Linked DNA regions of Pelodiscus sinensis: region 2 is linked to region 1. The links are chromatin contacts, called in public Hi-C maps. All regions are on one chromosome and are shown on one strand. Each heading gives the region's core, a stretch centred on a gene start, on an enhancer-like site or on the middle of the called end of the contact. The rest is flanking DNA. Distances are from core to core; before and after follow the strand shown. Region 1 holds the start of CHD9 (chromodomain helicase DNA binding protein 9). Region 2 holds the start of AKTIP (AKT interacting protein).

What was found. Hi-C and Micro-C count contacts between places; a contact is called where the count stands out from the background.
Region 2: a Hi-C map of blood shows a contact between it and region 1, with 4 times the contacts expected there. The contact joins the promoter of AKTIP here to the promoter of CHD9 in region 1. A contact is called at or near these places in 3 of 5 Hi-C or Micro-C datasets (blood, liver and an unstated tissue).

Annotation. Positions count from the first base shown.
Region 1 is chr12:33,551,002-33,557,971 of ASM4963464v1, forward strand. CHD9 (chromodomain helicase DNA binding protein 9) reads left to right here and starts at 4,241. Exons shown (of 40, transcript XM_075940269.1): 1 at 4,241-4,383. It overlaps LOC142831174, which reads right to left and starts at 6,870. Exons shown (of 3, transcript XM_075940719.1): 1 at 6,818-6,870; 2 at 4,120-5,118; 3 at 1-3,045. The coding sequence starts at 6,870. The coding sequence ends at 3,033.
Region 2 is chr12:33,881,227-33,888,151 of ASM4963464v1, forward strand. It overlaps AKTIP (AKT interacting protein), which reads right to left and starts at 1,807. Exons shown (of 10, transcript XM_006121122.4): 1 at 1,785-1,807.

The DNA of each region.
Region 1 (6,970 bases), core at 2,991-5,490:
ACGTGATTTTTCATCTGTAGTTTTGTGGGTGCACATGATTTAGTTTTGGAGCTAGATCCTCAATTGGAAGTCAGTGGAATGACACAGACCTGTACTAGCCAAGCTTCAGTCCTGGATGTTTAAACCCTATTTATAGAGACGTGTTCTTCATTACATCCAGATTTGTCACTCCCTCAGTGGAGTTTCCTCTGCTTGCAGCTCCAGGAGGCTGAACTTGTCAGTTATGAAGAGGTTTAGACTCCCCTTCTGTGAAAATTCCCAGTTCAGTATGTCTCTTAGCAGTTTCAACAGTATGGAGATCTTTTGACAATCTGGAGTTATGGCTAGAAAAGCATTTAAGTTTTCAAACTTGAATCAGTTACTTTAAATTTTGAATTGTCCCTTCACCAATCCCAAACCAGGCCTTTGTCTTGAGGTTTCTGGCTTTTTAGAAATGCTTGGCTTCCCAGCCTACATGTGTTGGGATTCAAATGACATATCAACCAAGAGAAAACCACAAAATACCTTATTTGCTTAGTTGCCTTCACTCTTACTTGCTCCTTATGAGCAGTTTTTCTCAACCTTTTTTAAAATTTATATATATATATATATAAAGTACCCCCTTTAAAAAAAAAAGTAACCCCAGGTTCCCTGCTCTAACCCAATGCCCCTTCCCTCCCCCAGAGCCAGGCACTGGACATATAGTAACCCTACCTTTGAAATTCCCAATAGCTTGTCTGCAGGGAGCAAGTGGCCCACCAGCGCCGGGCTCGCCATGTGGGGCTATGCGCTCCCACCTTAGCCCAGCGCCCCCCTAGCATAGCGCCCGGGTGCAACTGCCCCCCCTTGCTACGCCGCTGCTGCAGGGGAATCCTTTGGAGCAAAGCCTTTTAGCTCTTCTCCGCAGCGCAATGGGAAAAGGGCGTTGTACTGAGCTGCTGGCGGGGGTGGGGGTAATGTTCGTCTCCAGGTTCAGCCGCCCTCGCCGCTGGAGCACCCCATGGAGGCTGCTGGAGAGGAAATGAACTAGGAGAGGTGGCTGTGGAAGTAATTTTTTTTTTTCTCCACATCCAAACCTACCCCCCAACTTGGAACTGCCCTGGGTCTCACTGGAGCCGCTACTGCAGCCATGCGCTTTTCCCACCAATGCTGGGTTGCAAATGCAGAGTGGCTGTTAATGTCCGGGCATGTAGCTCCGAACATTCAATTTGACAGGCATGCCACTGCCCCCTCCCGGATCCCCTTTGCAGGGTAAAATTCCGGACATTTTTTGCCAAATTTTACTTGTGTTGATGTACTCCCCTAACTTTTCTCGTGTACGCATATCACTAAGGCCCCCAGGGCTTGACAAACGGTGGCGAAATCTGCTCGCCAGCCCTGCACTGCGCATGTGCAAGACCCGCATTGTGCATGCGCGCACCGCTGGTGAACGGGGTGACTGACTAAAATCTACTCGCCCAGGGCGAGTAGATTCAATGATTTGTCGAGCCCTCAGGGTATGCATATCACTGGCTGAGAAACACTGCTCTAAGTAATATCTCACAAACAATGAGAAACTCTTTTCAGCACTCCCTGATTGCACTTCCTTTGCTAGCACCTGTTTAAAGCTAACAAGTGCAGCAGCTTGCTAACATGAGTTAGAATGGGAGGCACAACTGTATCAGAGGATAGCCACCAGAATGCAATTCCAGCAGAAGTTTCCTATTAATTTATATTTGCACATCTATCATCAGCAGTCTTTACCTCCTTCTGCACTTCCAGCCCATTTTGCTGTCAGCTATCTCCCTCATACCCCTCTTCCTCAACTATTATTTCATGTTCTTCTCAGACACTATGACTTTTAACCAGAGGATATGTCACATAGCCACTAATGTGTCTAGGGACTGATCCAAAGCCCAACAACCACTGAGTACCTTTCCCTTGGCTTCAGAGGGCTTTAGTTCAAGACAATGCTCCTCTTTAAAGATCATTAAGTGGCTCCTGGAAATCATAGTACATTGGTTCTACCATAAAATTGTTGGCAAACTGAAAAAGAAAGGGATTCACTATAACACCCTGAACCACTATCTAATGACTGAAACCATTGGCTAAATGCCCAGAATTGTAGTACCCACCGCCCATCAAGAAAATAACAGAAAGCATTTGTCTTAGATTTTATGAACTCTCTATTCAGAGCATCAAGATTCAAAATGGGGTATTTACAATCCAACTAGGCAATGAGTTAGCAAAATACAATGGCTATAACAAAGTGATTATTTCCATGTCTCATTCTTCAATTGCACTAGAGATTCACGTTATGCCATTCTGGGACAGTATTTTAGTTTAAGGCTCTACCATTCTGCCTGGCTACAGCTCTGACACCATTTACCAAAATTATAATGGTGCTGACAGCCACATTACAGAAGTAGGACAACTGGCTGACTAATACCAACTTGAAATCATTATAAAAGGATAATACATGCCTTCTCTCCCTATGTAAGAATTTGCTCACTTATTTATTTTGCTTAGAGGAATGGGTGAGCAGAGTGCTGGTTCATTTATTTTGGGAAAGAAATCACTGGAAAAACTCAGCTATGTTATTTCCCAAAAATATTTTAGAGAAACAGCAGTTGAGACTGTGGAGGTGGGATGAGGAAGTAAATGAGAGAAATTCATCAGGAGTAGTGAGTTATGGAGAGTTTACAAGCTTAGAAACTTTACTATTGTGGCATTTATTAGTAGTGCTCCTTTTGGACATGGAACTAAAAGGTTGGGGCCCAGGCATTGAATGGAAAAAGTTACTGACACAGTGGTATTCAAATATTACATTCACATTTGGTCACACAAATTAAAACATAATATTCTAATATGTGTATATCTAAGTTTATTTGCACTATTAAGAAACTCCAAGCTCCATTCTTTAAAATAACATTATCCTGGCACATAAATATTAGACATGGCATTATCAGATATACATGTTGATATTAGACTAATGACAAAAATCCCAGGTTGAGAAACTCTTTACACAGGAGGATCCATGGACCACCACGAGTTGAAACTGTAGCTTTGTATCTTCATGTGGGAGACCTATAATTTAAGAGACATATTCAAATCTTATAGTTGAATGATGCACATAAAAACTTATTTGATGTCTGTATAAAATGGGGGTCATTCCCATTTTTGTGAAGCCTTAAGAATTATGGTTGAAAATCATAGTTTAAGGACAAAATTAAATATAGTTTGTATCTACCCATGCAGGTAGAAATGTATGCAGTGTCACAGTTGTTAGCAGAATGGAGGCCATTTGAAAAGCCATCCTGAAACAAGTATGAATACGAAGGCTGGTGCCCGCACTCTCTTAAGTGATCTTTCCTTACACGTATTAGTGGTTTAACAAGAGGGGGAAACACTAGCCCAGTTCTTCTTCCTGGACCGAAAACTCAGGCACGGGCAGGGAAGGAACTTAACACAAAACACTTGTAGCGGCCTGTCCTAGCGAGAGGACGTCCCCGTCCCGCTGACACGATGCACTCCGCGCGCAGCATGCCACGGCGGGCGGGCGGGCGCTGCCCTGCGGCTCCTCGCCGCCTGAGAACTGTGTGAGACGAGGCGGGGGCGGGTGCTTCAGGGCGTGCGCCGAGAGGATAAGCGCCTCTCAGGGCACAGCAGGTGCGAGAGCCATGGCAGCGGGGCCGGCTGGCCTACAGGAGGCCGCGGCCCGGTGCGTGCGCTGCAGCCGCCCGCAGCGGCAAGAGGGCGCCAGTGTCCGCCCGAGCGCTCCGCTCTCCTCTTGGCTTTCGCCAGCAGCGGGGCCTGCCCAGCATCCAGGTCTCTGCGGGAACCTCCAGAGTAAACGCGCCCGGGATTGGCTTCTGTCGGCGAAGGGGGCCATATTGGATCAGCTCGTCGCTCCTCTCACGCACCATTTTATCAGCGGCTCGGCTGCTTTCCTCGGCCTGCCGCCGCCAGCCCCACCCACCCCAGGCCGGGCCAGCTGCCCCCGCCCCCGCGGCGGGCTGTAGCGCGAGGAGAAAGTGCCTCAGTGAGGCGGACCCGCGCGCTCCTCCCGGCCCCATGCCGCCGCCGGCCCGCTCTCCTCCCCTCCGCACACCCATCGCTCACTCCTCCCCCGGCTCGCGGACCCGCTCCCCTCCCACTTACCCCTCCTTTCCCGCGGTGCGCCGTGTCAGCCAGCGGCGGCGGCCCCGGCCAGGCGGCCAATCAGCGAGCGGGTGACAAATATGCAAATGTGCCCCCCCAACCCGTCCCCTCGGGTTCGCTGGGGCTGGTCTGGGGTCGCGGCGCGGAGCTAGTGAAACTTCGCCAATAGCCCTCCTGCTTCCCTGCCCGGGCGGGGGGAGCAAACCACGCCGCGCCGCCTCCTCCTGCTCCTCCTCCCCCTCCCGGGCCTGTGCCAGCCACCCGGTAAGTGGTGCCCCCCGCCAGCGGCTGCCTGCGCACCCCGGGGCCAGAGAGGCAGGGGATTCCCCCAGGGGGAGGGGAGCGGCCGCCGCCCCCCGCGGTCTGGCCGAGGGAGCTGTCAGGCGCCGGGCATCTCCTCGCCTCACGCGTGCCGGCCAGGCGGCCGCTGCCGTGTAATGGCGAACCCGGCGGTGAGTGCGTGCGAGGGGTCGGGCTGCTCCCCGCCGCCCCCGGAGCAGGCCGCGCTTCAGGTGCCGGAGACACGGGCTGGCCCTGGCTCCCCACCGCGCCCACGCGAGGGGACGGCGCGGCCGGGCCTGCTCTCGCCCGCCGAGGCTGAGCCTGCTTCCGCCCCTCAGGCAGGCGCGGGGCGACTGGCACAGTCGGGCTCGCTGCTGCCCCTCGCACCTACTAGGCGGGCGTGGGGGGCCAGGTGTCCCCCCGCCGGCAGCGCCTGGGCTCGGGGGAGGGGGATGGGTTGGAGCCAGCTCCAGCCGCCGGTAGGTCGGCGCGGCTGGTTCCCCAGCCGGCAGGAAGGCGGCGGCGGAGGGCGAAGGATTGGAGCTTGGCTGCCCATCCGGCAAGTGGGCGAGGCTGCGGGAAGACTGGAGAGGCTGCAGCTGGCTGCCCGCTGAGAGGGCGGGTGCGGGGCGGCGCAGGCAGAGAGAGGGAGGCTGAGGTTGGAGCTGGCTGCCCCCCGGGCGGCGGGAGGAAAGGGGGCGGCCGGAACAGAGCTGTCTGCACGTTGGGCAAGGGGGCGTGTTGAAGCTGGCTACCTGTGAGGCAGAGGAGGGGTGTGCCTTGGGGCGCCGGCCGTGGACCTGGCTTCTCCACCAGACGGGAAGACCAGGGCGGCGGTGTGGGCGTGGGTGGGGGGAGCGGGAGAGATGGCAGTCTGATTTTCCTTTAGGAGACTTGTAAGGGGCTTGGAGCGCAGGTTCTAGGGGTTGTTGCCTGGCACATGTGGGACTGGGGCTTGAGTCTGGCCTCCTAATAGACAAGGTGGTAAGGAGAAGTCTAAGCTAGGTCCCGGGGTGGCAGGATGGGCATTTTGAGCATGTGTCCCTATTTGGTGTTTTAGCTGGGTTGGATATGTCTGCTGAAGGTGGAGGCTTATGACTGTTTTCTGCTGAGGGAAAGGACCTACTGCACACAGGATGGTGAGGAAGAAAAGGAGGGGAGGTGAGGAAGAGAATATTCAAGAAGTCTCCCTTTGCAAAGGTGACATCGAGGCCCTCACCTCTTTTTCACCCTCCTCATTATAGACTATCCCACATCCACAGTAAAAACTTAAATGAAAGCTGTATCCCCTCACCATGACAGGCTACAGAGGAGAGACTAAAGAGCCTTGGGCTAGCAGGCATAGTCCCTGGGTAGAAAATGGAGACCAGGGACAGAGAAAAGGGAAGGACAAATAAATATAATGCTGCAAAACCATGTTGGTGGTAGAAAGGGTTCTGACCTCCTCTGCCCCATTTGTCTGAGGTCTTGTGAATTGCTTTTAAAACTAGCTGTCAAGGGTGATCCTCCACAACAAGAAAAGTATGCTTATTTGTCACAGGAGGTTTCTGTATCCCATTTAACTTTTGTGAATTCCTGAAACACCAGTTTGTTAGTGCAAGCTGTATCTCACCTTTTTCATGTCATTTAATAGTAGTTGCAGCTGGAAACTTATGAGTAAAAAGACTGTTGGACTTTGCAGAGAAATAGTTCCTCTACTTCCTTTAATATCTTTGAGCAGTTACAGAGTTTCTATCTGGCATGGGTTGTGAATGTTGGTTTATATCTGTCAGTGAAATATTGTGTATTGTGCTGAGTTCCTTCAAGTGGCATGCAAAATCTTAAAACTTAAGTGTTTTACCTCAAATTTTGGTAATTACCTAGGTGGAAGAGCAAAACAATATCCTGCTTATTTCCTGACAGTCATATGATAATGTGATCTGTTTCTCCTTTCAGGCATCTACTAAATCTTGAACTGCTCAGACACACATGCTTGATGGGGCTCCAAAATACCATTGACTTCAATTCCTATTTTAACATGTGAAGAACATAGAAAAATAAATTACAGTTACATAATAAGCAATTTAAAGAGCTGTGCTTTTGACAACTCATGGATATTATAATAATTAACTACACAAATGAAAAATACTTCTTCATAGTGAAATTGTTACTTATAGGATATCTTCAACAAAAGGTTGTCAGCAATACCTAATTTTCTGTCAGTCTAGGAACATCACAGTACTTATGAATTGCATAAAGATGGAAAAAAATGGGAAATATTATGCTAAAACTTGCCTTCATTAATTGGAATATATAAAGATATATTCAAAGGTGCTAAAATCATTGTTAGTCTGTTTTGCTTAAGCTGTTAGTATTCAGTCACAAATATAATGTATCAGCACATGATTCTGTATACAAGCTCCTAATAGAGGTTTACATTGAAAAGTAACCCAACTTGTCTTTGGAAGACTTGTTGGCGCTTCTGTCCATCATTACTATGACTAAAGAAATCTGATTTTTAAAAGATGCTGAGTAGCTGCAGCTCCCATAGACTTCAACTGAGCAGTTGATGCTGAGGGCTTCTGAAAAT
Region 2 (6,925 bases), core at 557-3,056, 330 kb after region 1:
TTGTCTACCTCTTACCAACTCTGAATTTCTCTCCACAATTTCTTCTGTTCTCTTTGTCCCCAATTGCTAGTTGTAGTAACTAAAATATTTGTGCAGTGCGGTTGCAACACCGTTGGTCCCAGGTTATGATACATAAAAGTTTGGGGAGGCAATATCTTTTATTGGATCAACTTCTGTTGGTGAGATACACAAGCTCTGGGTAGCTCGAAAGCTTGTCTCTCTCACCAACAGACTAGTCCAATAAAAGATATTACCTCACCCACTGGGTGTCGGTAAAGCATTTTGGAACAATTTGTTTATATAAACTCCATATGAAGCTGTAGGGTAATGAGCCATGAGTCAATTTGCCATTTAGGCTTGGTACATTTCTTGTATAGCTCTTATAATAATCACCAAGGGCTAGTTTCAGTCAAGACGAATAGTCTATTTTTATTACATAGTTTGAGTCCATTCAGCCAGTCAGAAAAGCTCGGAAAGAATGCTCCTTTAAGCTTAAAGCAGCACTTACAAATATATAAAATTTCAGAAAAAAAATTCTGCAAAAAAATTTGTCTGCTTTTTAAATAGAAGAAATTGGTGAAATTCAACTAGATACAAATATTAGCAGTTTTAGCTCAATATGACTTCATCCATAGTATAGATTTCACTAATTTAACTAGTTAACCAATTCAATTAGTACATGAACCGTGCTCAGACAAATACTCAGATTGTGAGCCCCTCTCAAACTGCATCCCCTAATTTTCAAGCCATCCACCCAAGCCAGAGTACGACTTTGCAATCACATCCTTGTGAGCAGGTTTTCCTGCACGACCTCTCCAGCCAACAGATCTCAAAGATACACTAGGAGTCAAAGCGCAAGGAGTAAGCATCAGCCCCGTTTTCCCTGCCCTCGCCCTCAGACACACGCTTCCGAGCCCCATCAATACGGGGGGTCTCTAGCCCCATCGCCAGAGGGCAGGAGTGACCCCAAGAAACGCGAAACGAACGGGGCTGTGGAGACATCTCCGGCCAGCGACCCCCGCCTGCAAACCCGGCTCCCGCGAGGCAGTTTGCTGGTCACCCCTTTCCCGGGATCAGCCCCCGGCCGGCCAGGCGCGGGGCAGGCAGCAGGGGCGGCTCTAGCTCCGACAACGAGCGCGCGGGAGCTCGGGGGGAAACGCTGGATCGCCAAGTGACCCGGCCCCGCCAGCGACGCCCTCGCAGCCCCCCCCCCCCGCACCTGAGGGGAGCAGGCCAGACCCGCCGCCGCGCCCCACTGGGGGGGGGGGGGGGCAGGAGTGAGGCAATCGCCGGCGGGAAGGATCGAGCCAGCACGTTACAACCGCTCCCCCCCGCCCTGCGCAGAACACCTACAACCCTCCCCCTTGCAGGCTGCCCGCGAAGCAGGGGCCAGGTGTTCCCGCAAAGCGTTCGCCTTCCCGCGCGGACTGTCTCCGCCCGGCCACCGTTGCTACCTGCAAGAGGGAACCCGCGTTCTCGCTTTCCCAGGGGAGCCTGACGGGGCCGCCGCGCTCGCCAGCCCCGAGACCCCGCTCACCCGCACTAGCTCCCCGGACACGTCCCTGCAAGTGCGGCCGATTTCTTGCTGGCCGCCGCCCGTCACAGCCCCGTGCAGAGCCCGCCCCCCCGCTGCAATATCCGGCCGGCCTCTGACACGCACTAGCGGCCGAGTCAGCCAATCACAAGCCGAGCTTGCAGGTCTGTGTTGTGACTGCGGCTCGGTGGCCGCCCCGCCAGCCAATCAAAATCTTGCTGCGCCTATGACGCAGTAACGCCGGCCGCACCTGTTACCAAGGTGCGCTGCCTCTCCATGAGAACGATGACGATTGGTTAGAGGACTGGGGAGCGGCTTTCATGGGGATATGGACGACTAGGAATTGACATTGTTGCGCTTATGAGTGACAGCGATTGGCCGATAAAGGTGTCACCTTCTAGGGGGCGGGGCAAATCGATAGATGAATTTCGATTGGCTGATAGGCCCGATATCCGGGGAGAGGTATGACAACGATTGGCTAGCAGAACCGTCGCTTGCTGAGGGGCGGGACTAGTGAGGCCTCGCATGCCTGTGACTGGCGGAAACCTAGCAACAGCCAAGCCCTGGACAGAGGCGCTAAGAATGTTCCACCTGCCCCACCCTTGGCAAGCAGCCTGGTCCAGCGCCGCCCCGTGGCCTAGGCTGGGAGGTTTTAGCTTCCAGTCACCCAGAGCCGCCTCACCCACAGGCAGAATGTGCCGCCGCCACTGGGTCTTAGTGTCCCCCCAGCTCCACTGCCCTGCTCTGCGGCTCGGGTCCGGGCCCCTTAACAGTGACACAAGGGCCCGCCCTGTTGGCAGCACTGAACCTGTGAAAGAGCCATTCGAGGGGTGGTGAATTGAATGGGCATTTGTCAGCCCCGGGTAGAGACTGTCGGTTTCTGGATGGCTCAGTGCATTCCACTTCCTAAGCACATAAAACCAAACAAAGGGCACTTAAGAACAATTAGTGCCTTCTCCAACAGCGTCCTGTAGCATGGACACTCTAAGGCTGTGTCCAGACTCAGGGGTTTTTTCCGAAAAAGTAGCCTTTTTCCGAAAAAACTTCACCTGCGTCTAGACTGCAGCCACGTTCTTTCGAAATTAAATCGAAAGAACGCGGCTTTTCTTTCGACGGTGGTAAACCTCATTTCACGAGGAAGAACGCCTTTTTTCAAAAGTGCTCTTTCGAAAAAAGGCGTTCTTGAATGCAAACAGGGGGTTTTCAAAAGAGAGCATCCAGACTGCTCTTGCTTGCTTTTTCGAAAGTTCCGCTTGCAGTCTAGACGCTCTTTTTCAAAAGAGGCTTTTTCAAAAGTATCTTTCGAAAAAGCCTCTTTCGAAAGGGGCTTGCAGTCTAGACATAGCCTAAGGGGGTGTCTACTCTGCACGCTAACTTCGAAATAAGCTGCTCCGGACTTTATTTTCCAGAATTGCTTATTTCAAAATAGCGCGTCTCAACACAAAATGAGCATCAAAATGGTGCTTAGCTATTTCGAAATAGAGCGTCCACACTGATTAGATGCAAACTCACATATAAGGCCACCAGGAACCAGTTCAGGCAGGGCATCAGGTCAGCAGTTACTTTCTGGAGCTGCTGCCTGAGGCTGTCTGAGACACAAGCTTAAAGGGACCCCCTCTTCCCCCAGTACAGCCATTTCTCAGGTTCTTCTGTTTGCCTACTTCTCTCAGGCTTTATCTTCACTGCAAGATCTTCTGGCAGAAAAATATGCCGGATCTCATTAGCATATTTACTGCCGTTTCTTTTTGCGCAATGGTTTGTGCACAAAAAGAAGCAGTGTGGACTTTTTTTTTTGGCTCAAAACCCCCGTTTTACGCAAGATCCTTATGCCTGTCCTGTAGGGGCATAAGGATCTTGCGCAAAATTGGGGTTTTGAGCCAAAAAAAAAAGTCCACACTGCTTCTTTATGTGCACATAGCACTGCGCAAAAAGAAACGGCAGTAAATATGCTAATGAGAGCACAACTTATGCTAATGAGCCCCTCGTTAGCATATTTTCTGCCAGAAGATCTCACAGTGAAGACGAAGCCTGAGAGAATGCAAAGCATTTTCACTCTGTGCTTTGATTGCTTTGTTTTTAGACGCCACAGCACTGCCAGCTAAAGAGCTGGAATTGCCTCTGGACACTCGACGGTCCCTATATGTCCAGCTGCAGTTTCTGCAGTAGTTTCTGTAGGCTACCCTCCAGGCCCTGCAGGAACAGAACCCCAGCTGTTTGAGGAGACCTTCAATCTGTGCCTGGAAGTACAACTTTTTCAGCTTAACCCCACTGTCCACCGCCACTTCTGGTGGCTGACACCAGTTCCAACTGGTGGGATCAGCTCATGATAGAGTGGTGGGACGAACAGCAATGGCTCCAGAATTTATGCATGAGGAAGGAAACCTTTCTGGAGCTGTGTGCCTGGCTTACCCCTACCCTCACACGATGGGACACCCAGATGCAACCTGCCACCCCCTTGGAGAAGTGGGTCACCATCACTGTTTGGAAGATTGCCATGCAGGACAGCTACTGATCCATTGGAAACCAGTTCAGTGTGGGGAAGTTGACTGTTGGGGCCCTTGTCATGCAGGTATGGCACTCTCATGGTGCAGTCCCAGGAGGAGAGTGTGTGAAGTGATGGAAAGGGGAATTCTAGGGAAAGGGAGGGTTGGAGGTAGGGTGGGGGGAATCCCCCTTCCCTGGGGGATTCTCCAGCCCTGCCCTCACACAGCACTCCTGGGGGTGAAGGGCTATACAAGGGGTGGGTCCTGGTGTGGTTGGGGGGAATGAGGGGGTCATTTCCAAAGGGCTCTGGCACCCCAGTGATTCTCTGTTTTGTCTGTCTCCTTTTGCAGGTGGTGAGAGCCGTCAACACCATCCTGCTGCGCAGGGTCATCCACCTTGGCAACATGAACCTCATCATTTCTGGCTTTGCTGTCATGGGCTTCCCCAACTATAGGGGTGGGGGAGGGCTATTGATGGCATCCACATCCCTATCCGGCCCCCAACCACTGGGCATCTCTCTACATGAACCGCAAGGGATACTTTTCAGTGGTCCTGCAGGCCCTGGTCAACCACCACAGGCAGTTTACAGATCTACATCAGGTGGTCAGGGAAGGCTCACAACGGCTGTGTGTTCCGTAGTTCCAGCCAATCCAGAAACTGGAGGCCAACACTTTCTTCCCTGAGTGCCCCATCAGGGTCGGGGACATGGACATGCCACTGTGCATCATGGGGGACATGGCCTACCCTCTCCTGCCATGGCTTATGAAGCCCTACCCTGGACATCTTGAACCCAGCAAGGACAACTTTAATGCTCGGCTGGGCAGGTCCCGAATGCAGGCAGAGTACACCTTTGGGTGTCTAAAAGCACTGTTCAGATGCCTGCTGACCCACCTGGATGTAGAGGAGCAGAACATCCCACAATGGTGTCAGCATGTTGCGTGCTCTGCAGCCTCTGTGAGGAAGGGGGAGGTGTTCCTCCCTGGATGGGGGGCAGAGGCCGGAAACGGAGGAAAAACATTTGAGCAGCCGCGCACAGATGCCTTCCACAAGGCCCATCAGGTAGGGATGCACATCTGGGAGGCCCCGAGGGAGAGTTTCTCACAAGGACCCCAATGACATTCTCCCCAGGGCCTTCCTACTAGGGGCCTGTGCTTTGCCCCTCTTTGCCTTTCCTTCCTCATCCTTCCCTTCCCCCCTCCATCCTGCTCCCCTATTGAGACAATTAAAAAACTGTTTTTGAAAAAAAAAGAGCTCTTTGGTTATTTATTTGGGGTAGAAGTAACTGGGGAGTGATAGGGGAAAAAACTGGGGAGAGAGAAAGGGAAGGAGGGGGAATGAGAACCTTGGAGTGGGGAGGAGAGGCTCAGGACTGGGGCTGTGAGTGGTACCTGGCTCTGGTGGTTCCTCCGCCTCGTGTGCAGGGACCTTGGCAACCAGGACACGGCGGTTATGGGAAGAAGCAAGAGGAGAGGCTGGAGCAGGGTCAGGCATGGGAGGAGGAGCAGGGGCTGGCATGGGAGGAGGGGCAGGATCAGGAACTGGGACTGGGGCAGAAGTGGCAGCAGGAGCTAGCTCTGTGTGGGCAAGGAGAGCCTGCACAGTTGCTCACACATTGCGTCCCTGCTGTAGCTCTCCATCACGTTGCGTCCATATCGCTCTCCAGCACTGTGTGTCCTTCCGGACCAGCGTCTCGTGCAGGGCGCAGAGTGTGGAGATGTGCTCCCTCATCAATTTCTCCTGCATACTCCAGCGGCTGAGGCTTCCCTGCTGTCAGGTGGCTGCCTTGGTGTAGCCAGACACAAACCCCATCTTGGTTTCCGGCCCCCCTCCCGAGAGAGCAAGAGAAAGGCAGTCAGCCTTTGATGCCCTAGGAACTCAGGTGTGCTGCCTGTCCCTGATTCTACCATAAACAGAAACCAGACAGTAAATGGGCTAGCTGACGACCCGGGGCCTCCCGTCGCCCTGATGGCTAGTACCAATAATTGACACGCCTGCAATGTCCCAGGAAAGGTATCTTCGCCCATCACATACCAGAGGTGCCCATTGTCTGCATTTTTCCAGGTGTAAATTATGCTTTGCACCCTTCGTGGAAAACTTGGTGTTCAAAGCCATTTTTCCTAATTGGCCACTTGAGACCAGGAAGAAGCCTACATGACCCAAGGGGTATAAAAAGAGGTGTTATTTCTCGTGGAATGAGGTTTACAGAAGTCGGAATAAGCTGTCCATTATTTTGAATTTATTTCAAAATAACAGAATTGTTCTGTAGATGCTCACATTAGTAATCGCAGAATAACGCATTCCGAAATAACGGTGCAGTGTAGATGCACCCGAATTAACTATTTCTTTCCCCTTTTCTATATTTTCCTTCTTTTTCCTCCCCCCCCCCCCATCCTGTATTTATTTAGAAACTGAACCTTTAATAACTCCATTCATCTGAAGAAGTGGTTGTGCCCATGAAAACTCATGATACCATCTACGTATTTTATTAGTCTCTAAGGTGTTGCAAGACTATTAGGATTTTTAAAGTTTTTCCAGTTACAGACTAACTTGGCTACCCCTCTGAAGGTTTTGAATATATTATGTCTACAAGACCTTAGTTTAAAATTTGTTTTAAAATATTTCATTAGTGTGTTGCTGAAGATTATAAAATCATAGCTATAAAAAATACTTTCCCCTCCCCACTGCCATTGGGCATAGGAATACCAGTTTAATAGTACTGCATAGGACCCCATAAATCCTAGGGTCAGCCTTGGTGGATGCACCTCCCCCACACACACTTCGAGTGGTGGCAGCAAGGCCAGGAGGGAGGCTCTGCATGATGGGATTCTTCTATAACTTAGGGAACAAACAGGTTATACAGCACAGCTATGTGGGTCAGTCCACAACCACTGCTTGGGGACACACCAA